Linked DNA regions of Mus musculus: regions 1 and 3 are each linked to region 2. Evidence: chromatin contacts called from public promoter capture Hi-C data. All regions are on one chromosome and are shown on one strand. Each heading gives the region's core, a stretch centred on a gene start, on an enhancer-like site or on the middle of the called end of the contact. The rest is flanking DNA. Distances are from core to core; before and after follow the strand shown.

Evidence for each region. Promoter capture Hi-C pulls out the DNA fragments that hold promoters and counts their contacts.
Region 1: a promoter capture Hi-C map of embryonic stem cells shows a contact between it and region 2. The contact joins the promoter of Dbn1 here to the promoter of Cltb in region 2. A contact is called at or near these places in 2 of 39 promoter capture datasets (cranial neural crest and embryonic stem cells), 1 of 484 Hi-C or Micro-C datasets (cortical neurons) and 1 of 115 datasets of contacts at active chromatin or transcription factors (bone marrow-derived macrophages).
Region 3: a contact with region 2 is called in a promoter capture Hi-C map of frontonasal cranial neural crest. The contact joins the promoter of Prr7 here to the promoter of Cltb in region 2. A contact is called at or near these places in 1 of 39 promoter capture datasets (frontonasal cranial neural crest) and 2 of 115 datasets of contacts at active chromatin or transcription factors (embryonic stem cells and pancreatic cancer cells).

What each region holds. Positions count from the first base shown.
Region 1 is chr13:55,485,923-55,489,518 of GRCm38.p6, reverse strand. Dbn1 (drebrin 1) reads left to right here and starts at 1,443. Exons shown (of 15, transcript NM_001177371.1): 1 at 1,443-1,656. The coding sequence starts at 1,571.
Region 2 is chr13:54,609,982-54,613,549 of GRCm38.p6, reverse strand. Cltb (clathrin, light polypeptide (Lcb)) reads left to right here and starts at 2,177. Exons shown (of 6, transcript NM_001347512.1): 1 at 2,177-2,472. The coding sequence starts at 2,286.
Region 3 is chr13:55,462,301-55,465,683 of GRCm38.p6, reverse strand. Prr7 (proline rich 7 (synaptic)) reads right to left here and starts at 1,417. Exons shown (of 3, transcript NM_001030296.4): 1 at 1,270-1,417.

The DNA.
Region 1 (3,596 bases), core at 194-2,693, 880 kb before region 2:
TCACCTTGGCTTCCTGCTCCTTTCCTTCCCCATCTGATGTCATCTCTATTCCCCTCTGCCCTAACCATTGAGTTCCAGCTGCATCTGGGATCAGGGCCCAGGACTGACCACTCACCAGGACTCACCATAGGTTGGTGGAGAAACTCCCAAGGATGGGGTGCATGGGTTCAATGGGTACCCATAGCTCCTGAAGCAGGGTTCTTGTGAAGTACAGAGGTTTAAGGCCACCCTCTCCCGTGTCCCATTCCAAGGCATTGCAGTGAATGTAAGTATTGGTTTCTTGTTGGAGATGATTGACCAAGTCAGAGCAGGAATTCGACGAAAACAGCCACCTCCTGTTCACAGATCAGCCCCAGGGGAAACTTGCTGAGGCACTGTTGCCTGCCTGTCTGCCTGCCTGCCTGCCTGCCTGCCTGCCTGCCTGCCTGCCTGGGAAATGGGTTGGGATGTCCAGTGGGTATGGAAAGGTTAACCAGAGCTGTGGAGGGCTTCAGTGTTCTCCATTCCACAGGAAACAGTGCCTGGAAGCTCTGTGCAGCCATGTCCCCATAGAGAAGTCTCTGAGGCCCAGTCCCTTCTGCACTCAGAGCTTTGGGAAATAAAAAGTGCCAGAAAGTTCTCCCTGGAATGGCTTTGGAGGAGCCCTGCCTTGGGGACCCTACTTGGGCTTCCTTAGGAGGGATGGTACTTGGAAAAGAAGGCATCATTTTTTTTTTTTTTTTTTTTTGATACCCATCTGGGAGGAAGAAAATGACTGAAAGTAAAGGATGAGGGAGGTGGGGTGTAAACGGCTTGAGACAAGGTATGGCTAAGAAGAGGGGTCTGAGTGGAATTCAGACAGGCTGGCATAGCAAGAGGGTATGGTGACTAGGTGGGATGTGTGCAGAGGTAAGCATGGGCCTGTAGCTGAGATGGAAGTAGTGGTGGTAGACTAGGGAGGGTCCTTTCAGAGGAAATGGACTACACGTAACCCAGGCCTGGTCTGATGAGGAACTGAATCCGGGCAGGGACAGAGTAAGGACCATAAGGGGTTTAAGGTAGGGTGTAACGGACCCAGGAATGATGTGAGTCTGGGCTGGAGTTAAATGGATCAAGGGTGTTGGGCTGGGTCAATTACTCTGGGGAGATGGAGAGGGATGAATCTGGGCCTGGAATCTTGGTGGGTTTATGGCTAGGGAAGAGGGGTGTGCTGCCAGGTTGGGGACGAGGACAAGACAGGTGCATGGGACTGGCCCTGGGAGCAGAGCGGAAGCTCAGTGTCCGGTGCTGGCCAGCAGGGTGAGGGGCGTGTGTGGGACGCCCCGGGGCAAACTGGGAAGGGGGGGCGGGCCTCCCCCTGGGCCGGGCCGGGGCGGCGCTAGGACCGAGCGAGCCGAGGGAGTGAGCCGGGCGGAGCCAGCGCCCCCCGCCCCCCGCCGGCCGGCTCCCCTCCCCCGGCCGCTGGCTCGCTCGCTCTCAGCGCTGCAGAGGCTCTGAGGCGGCGGCGGCGACTCCCTCATCCCCTCCCTCCGGTGTCGGTCGGTCCGCCTGTGCGTGCGTCTGTCCGTTCGGCCTCGGTCCGGCCCGCAGCATGGCCGGCGTCAGCTTCAGCGGCCACCGCCTGGAGCTGCTGGCGGCGTACGAGGAGGTGATCCGGGAGGAGAGCGCAGCCGACTGGTGAGCCCCCCGCCCCCGCCCCCGCCCCCGGCCCCTTTGTCCCCAGGCCGCCGCGCGCCTTTGTTTCCCCGAGGCTCTGCCACCGGGAAGGGAGGGGGAGACCCCGAAATGGTGCAACGGCTCGGGAGAGCCGGGGAGGGGCTGCCTTTGTGCGAGCCGGGGGAGGGGCCGCTCGGGCCAGGCTGGGCGCGCGGGCCGGGGCGCCCTGAGGCCGCCCTAAGGCTCACTGGGGGCGCGGGAGCCGGACGCCAGCCACGCGGGTGTGGAGCCCAGACGTGGGGCCTGGGGTCCTACGGTCCTGTCGGAGCCCATCCCCCTTCTCACCCTGCCTCCCTCCACGGGCCCGGGGGACAGGTGTGCACGGGCCAGCCAAGGGCACCTTCGCCACCTTCGAGCGGGCGAGGACCGGGTGGGGACGGGGCGGGGACCCAGCTAGCGGAGCTAGAGCAGCCTGCCCGGCCACAGCACAAAGGAAAGCTAGGGCGGGGGAGGAGCGCCGAGGGCTGGGGGCCAGCGTGCCCCGCCCACCGGGGGCTTCTCGGGGTTGTCTCCCCCCACATCTAGGTTAGGGTGTGATACAAGGAGGTTGATTGCCACATGGCAACCACGAAGTGACTTCTTTATCCCTCACGGATCGCAGAGGAAGAGGCAGGGCTGAGCCCTTCTCTCCCCTGCTGAAGGAGCAGATCGCTAGGACGAGGCAGATAGGCAGGAAGAGACTCAGGAGATGGACGGAGCAGCTTGGCTAGGGGGGCAGCTGGGAGCGTGGAGGGAGCCTCCACAGAGGGATGCCAGATGAGTAGATCTCTGGGACCCTAGCCCCTCCACTCAGCAGCAGGGGGCTATCAACCTCCGACTGGGGCAGAGTGAGTGAGTGGCTTATCTCCCCCTCCCCAGCTGTTACCCTCCCTGAGCTGGAGGAGGGTGTGAGCCACCTGCCTTGGTCTGAAGTCTCAGGGTGTCAGGAAAACCAAGGGGGCTCCGATGCCCCATTCAGGGCACAGCCCCCAAGTGTTCTTCTCAAAAAAAAAAATTGTATTTGAATCTTTTCCTCTCCTTAGGCTGGAAGTAGGCTATCGTTGAGAAAACCGAGGCCGAGTTGGGGCTGATCTGAGGGAGCCTCCAGTTGGGCTGGCCTCACTCTCACCCTGGGAGGGCAACCGGGTAGGGGGGCTGGAAGATGGAACAAAATAACCAGGCGTCCAGGCCATGGTACTGCAGCACTGGCCGGTAGCCAGGCCCAGAGGGATGGACTCAGGAGACAAGTTCTCGTGTCTTGCAGGTCAGTTATAGGAGAGGCCAGCACAGGGCAAGCAGGGCAGTTTCCATCTTATTGTCCCAGCCCTGCCCCTGGGGGGCTGAGATCATGAGAGGCAATCTGGACAAGTGGCCTGGTGGAGGAGCCTGTTTGGGGATGTGGCCCTGCCTGAGGAGAAACACTGGCCAGTCTATGGGGTGTAGACAACACCTTCTATCTCTTAACCCCTCGAAAGCTGGACACTGGCAACCCAGTGCTGGGGCTACTAATGACTTCTGCCCCGCATCCTGCTCAGAACAGGCCCGGGCCTCCATCACCAGCAGCATCCATGTAGCCAAAGGGAAGGAGTTATTCATCCTTGGTCTGTGCGCCAGCCCCATCTGGGTTGTGTGTGGGACATGTGCAGATGCACAGATGCACCCTCGCTTATATGTGTGCTTACTTCCAAGGGCCTTAACGGCATGTTGTAAAAGGGTGGTGAGGGTCCCATCCTGAAGAAGATGGCGTGGTGCTTCTCAGCTCTTATCCTACAACCAGCAGCTGGCTGAGATCTCAAGGCTCAGGACAGACCCACATTTAGGAGTCCAGCAGGAGGGGTGTCTGGGTTCAAACGTTGGGTCATGAGTATTGGATGTCTTCCCTGTACCTTGACTCTGTGTGTGTGTGTGTGTGTGTGTGTGTG
Region 2 (3,568 bases), core at 928-3,427:
TGAACATTACAGGGGTAACCTCACTGTGCGTCACTGTGATGGCCTGCTCATTCCTTCAGGCAGTGTTAATTGAACTCAGTGGGTTACTAACACAAAAAAACTGGAGAGGATGGGGGGCGGGGGCACTGGTGAGATGGCTCAGCAGGTAAGAACATTGACTGCTCTTCTGAAGGTACGGAGTTAAAATCCCAGCAACCACATGGTGGCTCACAACCACCAGTAATGAAATCTGATGCCCTCTTCTGGTGCATCTGAAGACAGCTACATTGTACCTATGTATAATAATAAATAAATCAGCCGGGCTTGGTGGCGCATGCCTTTGATCCCAGCACTCGGGAGGCAGAGGCAGGCGGATTTCTGAGTTCGAGGCCAGCCTGGTCTACAAAGTGAGTGCCAGGACAGCCAAGGCTACACAGAGAAACCCTGTCTCGAAAAACCAAAATAAATAAATAAATCTGCTGGGCAGGGCAGTGGTGGCCCATGCCTTTAATCCCAGGACTTGGGAGGCAGAGGCAGGCAGATTTCTGATTTCGAGGCCAGCCTGGTCTACAGAGTGAGTTCCAGGACAGTCAGAGCTACACAGAGAAACCCTGTCTCGGAAAACCAAAAAACTGAGTGAACAGAGTTGACTGGAGAGGGAGCAGAGGTCCTAAACCAATTCAATTCTGAAAAACCACATGAAGGCTCACAGCCATTTGCACAGCTACAGTGTCCTCACATAAATATATAAATAAATAAAAAAATTTCAAGTGGGGGAGGGGAACTGTTAGGGAGGGGATACCTGGGAGGCGTGAGATATGTGAGGGGGGAGCATATGCTCAAAATGCATTACTTGTTTGTATAAAATGACAAAGAGGGCTGTAGAGATGGCTCAGTGGTTAAGAGCACTGACTGCTCTTCCAGAGGTTCTGAGTTCAATTCCCAGCAACCACATGGTGGCTCACAACCATCTGTGATGTGATCTTGGTGCCTTCTTCTGTCCTACAGGCATATATGCAGGCAGAACACTGTATACATAATATATATATATGTATATGTATATATATATATATATATATATACACATATACACACACACACACACACACACACACACACACATATATACATATATATATATATATAAATTGACAAAGACTAAAAGAGAGGTACTCACCTGGCAGTGGTGGTGCTCGCCTTTAATCCCAGCATCCTAGAGGCAGAGACATGTGGATCTTTATGAATTTGAGGCCGGCCTTATCTACAGAGTGAGCTCCAGGATCAGCCAGGGATACATGGAGAAACCCTGTCTTGAAAAACAAAAACACAACCAAAAAAGATACTGTATTTTTGAAAAAGGTCTCCGGGTAGTGGTGGCGCATGCCTTTAATCCCAGCACTTGGGAGGCAGAGGCTGTTAGATTTCAGAGTTCGAGGCCAGCCTCGTCTTCAGAGTGAGTTCCAGGACAGCCAGGGCTATACAGAAAAACAGTCTCGAAATACAAAAAAAAAAAAAAAAAAAAAAAAAAATCACTACTTTGAAGCCAGCCTCAGCTATACAAGAATTTGAGGTCAAACAGGCTACTAAAAAACAAAACAACAACAACAAAAACCGCGAAAGTAATTGCAATGTGCAATGCGAGTTTGGCATACAATCTGCTGTCACAATACGTATATTAATTACCAAAGAAAAAAGCAGGCTCCACCTGTACTGTACTGAGTAATCAACGGGAACCTAACCAATAATGGGACAAACTGACCCTCTGCTCTAAGAACTAGAGAAAGAGCTCAAATTGAAAGACAAAACAATCAGCCAGTTAGTTGCCTTAAGGAACATCAATGTCACCAGACAGGGAGAAAGAGGAACAGTCCCTGATTTCAGGGGCTCATCACACAGATAGGGCGGCGGGATGCTTTACTCAGTCCTGAGAGAACAAGGCTCTGCTGTGCGCGCCTGGCACTCAAGCCTTTCCCAGCCTCAGCTCCCTCCTCCTACGCAGGAAGAGTACTCTTGTATCACGCAGCTCACAAAATCAGCTCTGGGAGAAACTTTTCGGTTCAATGCACCCGGTGCCAGCCCAGTGCTGCTGGCACGCTCTGGAGCCGAAGGTGGGCTTCGGGGGCTCGAACCGAGGGCGGGGCGACCACCCAGCCCCGCGGGCCCCGCCCTCGGCCGCTGACGTCACCGCATTCCCGCCGCGACTCCTCCCGCCGCCGCTGCAGCCGCAGTGACAGGCAAGCCGGGCGGGTGACGGGAAGTGCGGGCCGCGGGCGCGGGCGGGAGGTGACAGCAGCCACGCGGGGAAGATGGCTGAGGACTTCGGCTTCTTCTCATCGTCGGAGAGCGGGGCCCCGGAGGCCGCCGAGGAGGACCCAGCGGCCGCCTTCCTGGCCCAGCAGGAAAGCGAGATTGCTGGCATCGAGAATGACCCGGGTTTCGGGGCACCTGCCGCCAGCCAGGTGGCCTCTGCGCAGCCGGGACTCGCGAGCGGGGGTGAGTCAGCGCAGCGGCCTGGAACCGGGGAGGCTGAGGCCACCACCGGGGGCGGGAGGCCCAGTCTCGGTCAGACCCGGCCTGGGTCCCTGCTGTACTCTGAGTCCGGCTATCCAGGGTGACCAAGGGTACCTCGGGGGGCTGTGTGTATCCGTGAGGCCTGGGAAAAGAGGAAGGAGCCGGGAGATGAGTTGGAATCTGCGCTGAGACTGGATCTGCTGACTCTGGGGACAGGAATTTAGTCATGACATTTCATCCCCAGGCCAGCTTCTCCACCCTGGCTCTGGAACCCTCCCCCTGCTCAGTTCTGAGACTGTCCCAGTGTCCTAGCTAAGTGATACAGGTGTGGGACGGACACGTCCTCCTGACGTTAGCGTTAGCGTTCCTTTCTGCAGGGAAGCAGGGGGCGCTCAGAGAACTCGCAGCTCATCCTTTGGGGATCACCTGCAGTCCTGCAGCAGTGCGGGAGACAATGTTAATTACATATAATAATTTCATACACGTTACTGAACCCATTTTAGAACTGGCTTCAAAGGGTACACTATTAAAACAACTAGGAAGTAGCAATAAAGAATTCAACCCCTTCTTTCGGATGCTGAATTCTTCCTGTCCAGACCTCACAGTCCTTCATGGGCCCGACTGTAAGTCTAGGCAGGGGCACAAATGGCCAAGAGCTGTGCCCTTCCTGTTTGTAACTGTTTGTTTAGTGGATTTACAAAGGTGGCCCGGACCTCTGCGTGTGGCTTCAGACATAAGGGTTCAGGACCTTTTTCCTGCATTGTTATGTTTATCATTGATACTTCTGCCCCAAGGAACAATTTCTTATAAATATATTTAAATATTTAGTACAAATATGGACCTTCATGGTGACCCTCCTAGTAGACCTTGTTATTTTTTGGTGTCATGTTAAAGAGGTTTAATGGTCCTGTTGGAAATAAATATTGTATGTATACATTCATCTTTCTTTCCTTCCACACTTGCTGTGTTGCCGTCCCCACTGGGAACACAGAAGGAAGAAACTGTATCTATGGCCCAGCGTTTGAAGAAACTCTGACATAAGTGTAATAAGCCTTTTGTAACATACACGGAACTGGAG
Region 3 (3,383 bases), core at 168-2,667, 850 kb before region 2:
CTCCAGGTCTCCCTGCCTGCCTTCCCAGGTAGCATCCATTTAAGGGCATCCTATGCCAAGGCCTCAAATGCCCCAGATCCTGGGCACAGATACTTCACTGGATAGAAAGAGAAAGCTAGGGATGGTTGGTTGTGGCTTTGGGGATGCTGGGTCTGAAGCCTGTGGTCAGGGCCGGCATCTGCTGAGTCAGGTCCTGCTGGCAGGGGGGCCATTTCTCTCTCCAGCACACTGTCTGATGAGGGGAGGTTGGGAGGGGAGCCAGAGGTCATTTCTTCTGACTCAGCAGCCGTCCGAGGAGCTCCCTTGGGCAGGGCACCTCCATGTGGCACTGGCCTCTTTGCAGGCCATCCTCCATGCCACCCCACACAGTCAAGGCATTGTGCAGACAAGAAAGGGGCACTGTGGTCCAGACAATGAGCTGGGTTGCTCCCAGCTGGCCTGGGATTCAGCTCTCCTGGGTCAGCAGTGTCCTTTGCTCTGTCTCTACTCCTCCCTGGAGAATGGTGGCTAGGACATCAAACAGAGGCCCACCGCAAACCCATGATTTGGCACATGCACTGGCCATGAGAAGAGACGCTGCTAGCTTCTTTCCTCTTCTCTAGTTTAAAAAACCAAATAAACCACCTCCGGAGAATACGATTTTCTGTTAGGCCATGTTTCAAGGGAACGGGAGACCACCCTAGTGGTGATACTAGCAATGGTAGTTACCAGGCAGAGACCCCAGACCCAACCTCCAGGCCTTTTTCCCGTGGCAGGCCCAGGGTCTGGGCCGCCTCCACGTTTGCAGCCACCCTGGGAGTCCTGTTGCGACGACTGCAGCCACGTGGGAGCCGGCTCATGCCCACGGAGCCGCTCTCCCTCACCCCCACCCTCGACGTGCTGAGGCAGGCACACCCAGACTGGCCAGAAGAGCGATGCTCTCTCCACAGTGCACCCCCTTCCCCCCTCCCGCGCCCCCGGCCGTGGTGGGGGAGGGGGCGTCGCCACCCCGCAGTCGCGTTGCCGGGGAGCGCAACCCCGTTGCTGTGGCAACGGTTTCCAAGCGAACTGGTGGCCGCTCGCGCCCGGCTCCGGCTCCCTCGCTCACTTTCCCCTCCTTCCTTCCCTCCGGTGTGGGCTGGGGGAGGGGCTGCCCGCTGTCCCGGTCGGGGTCCGAGTGGCGATACCAGGCTAGGGTTCTGAGCCACCCGCAGGGAGGGTCATCAGCCCGAAGACCATCTTCCGCCCGCGCTCTGTTCCCGCCCGGCCCGCAGCCGTCGCGGTACTCACGGGCCCAGGCATCCTCTTCGAACTCGTCTTCCTGCCTCGGGGCAAGCGGCCCAACGGACAGAACCCAAGCTTGGAGCCGGCAGCGGCTCCGGGGAGCAGACAGTGGCAACGAAAGCCGCTCGGAGCGTTGGGCTGGAGGCGCGGGGCGCGCGCACGGGCGCGTGCTGAGCCTGGCGTGCGCGCGCGCGCAGCCAACAGAGCCCCCCCCCCCTCACGCCGCCAAGGCTGCTGCGAGGGAAGGGGTGGGTGGGACTCCGGACCCACCTGCCGCACGCAGACGCGGCAGAGGATGTGGGCTCGCAATACCAAGGGCATCCCAGCGCAAAAAAATAAAAAGTACACTCCGTACAGCTCCCAGGCAACAGGCTATCTAAAGGGGCTGGGGGTGAAGGCCACACTGGCAGCTTTGCGGCCATAGACGCCGGATGCTTAGCGGAGCAGCTGAGGTAACAAACCCGGAGACTCACACAGCTCAACCTGGGCATATTCAAACACAGGTAATGGGGGCAGGGACTCGATGGAATCAGCACCCCGGTGTGGCTTCCTCCCAACTCACGACCCCAACCACTGTTCCAGAAGGTATGCATTCCAACATTGCAACTGAGAAGCATCACAGACCCACCTGAGCACTAAACTGCTATGGTTCCACGGGCATGCTCATAGCTGGCTCCATCTTCATTTGACACTGGTTGTGCTTGCCTTTCTACCGTTTCTATTTCAACTTCTCTGTGGCATTAAGGGTGAACTCCCCGAAGCACCTCCCACCATGTCAACTGGAACAGTAATGGCTCTGAGAGCCAGGATCTTAAACTGGAGGCCAAGGGGAAAGGGCACATAAAGCCAGTGAACCCAGAACTCATGTCACAGTTGGTTCCAGGCGTTTCAAACGTTGGCATTAGGCACGCTGCCCCCAAATGGAGGTATGGGTGGTCTCCAACAGCTGGATTTAAGCTCTGCCAGCCATTCCCAGTGAGAAAACTGTCTTTCCCAGTAGCTCTAGTAAAGACAAATGCACAGGTGACATCTAGGACGCCTGTCCAATGAACTAACTCATGCTTTGGGGGTAGAGAAGGATACATACTCCACACAACCGCCTAGGGGTTAGTGCCTTCCTTGAGTGTGAACAACCGGTTCTCAGGGAGATAACAGTTGTCTCTACCAACCCATGGGTGCCATCAAAGGTAGGACTCTAACAAAAGTTGTTCCACAACACACTGGTCTGATTTCTAATTTGGCCACCAGGATTCCAGAGACTCAAGAGTTAAGACTCAATAATGGCAAGCCACAATCAGCTGGGGCCCCTTGCTTCTTTCTGGTAGTCACATCCTCCTGTGTAATGTTAGCAACTAACAGGAGCCTGCCCCCCCCCCCCTTTTTGAGTTGACTTGGTTTTCCCTTATCATACAGGGGATCAACCCCAGGATTCTCTCAAATGCTAGAAAAGCCCCTGTCCCGCTGAGCTATGCCCACATGGTGTGTGTGTGTGTGTGTGTAAGCCTACCACCACCTAATCCACATGGATGGGAATAGTAGAGAATGGTTTACCCACGTTATATTAGGGTGCTTTTTGTGTAAGGTGGGACAGGCCCTTAACCCTTCAGGGACCCTCCCAACCTCCAGTAGAGCACACAAAGCAGAGCTTTTAACATTGGCTGCATGTTTGCAACTGCAACAATCAACTCTGCACCTTGCAACAAGTCCTCTCCCAACAGACGTTCATCTGGCCTGTCCATCCTGTCGATTCGGCTCTGCCTGGGCACAGATGGCCAGTCCCACAGAGGATCAAGCCCAACACTTTTGAAGCCAAGGGACTGCTGCTTAGTGTTCTACCTTCAGTCTCAGCCCTGTCCACAATGCTGAACAGACTGAGTGCTCCTGTCCCCGAACCTCTCTGCCTACCAGATGAGCTCCAAGCTGGCAGGGACCTCATCTCCATCTGGGTCCCTGGCTCTCACCATAGGGCTGGGTAGGGAATGGAGTTTTGACAATCTTTTTGGGAAACAACAGGAAGGCTTTAAGGTAAACCTACCCTTAGACAATGAGTTCCCTGGATGCCTCCTAGCCCAAAGGAGGTTAAAGGGTCTGGTCCAAGCAGCTGGTGGAGCATTTCAGGG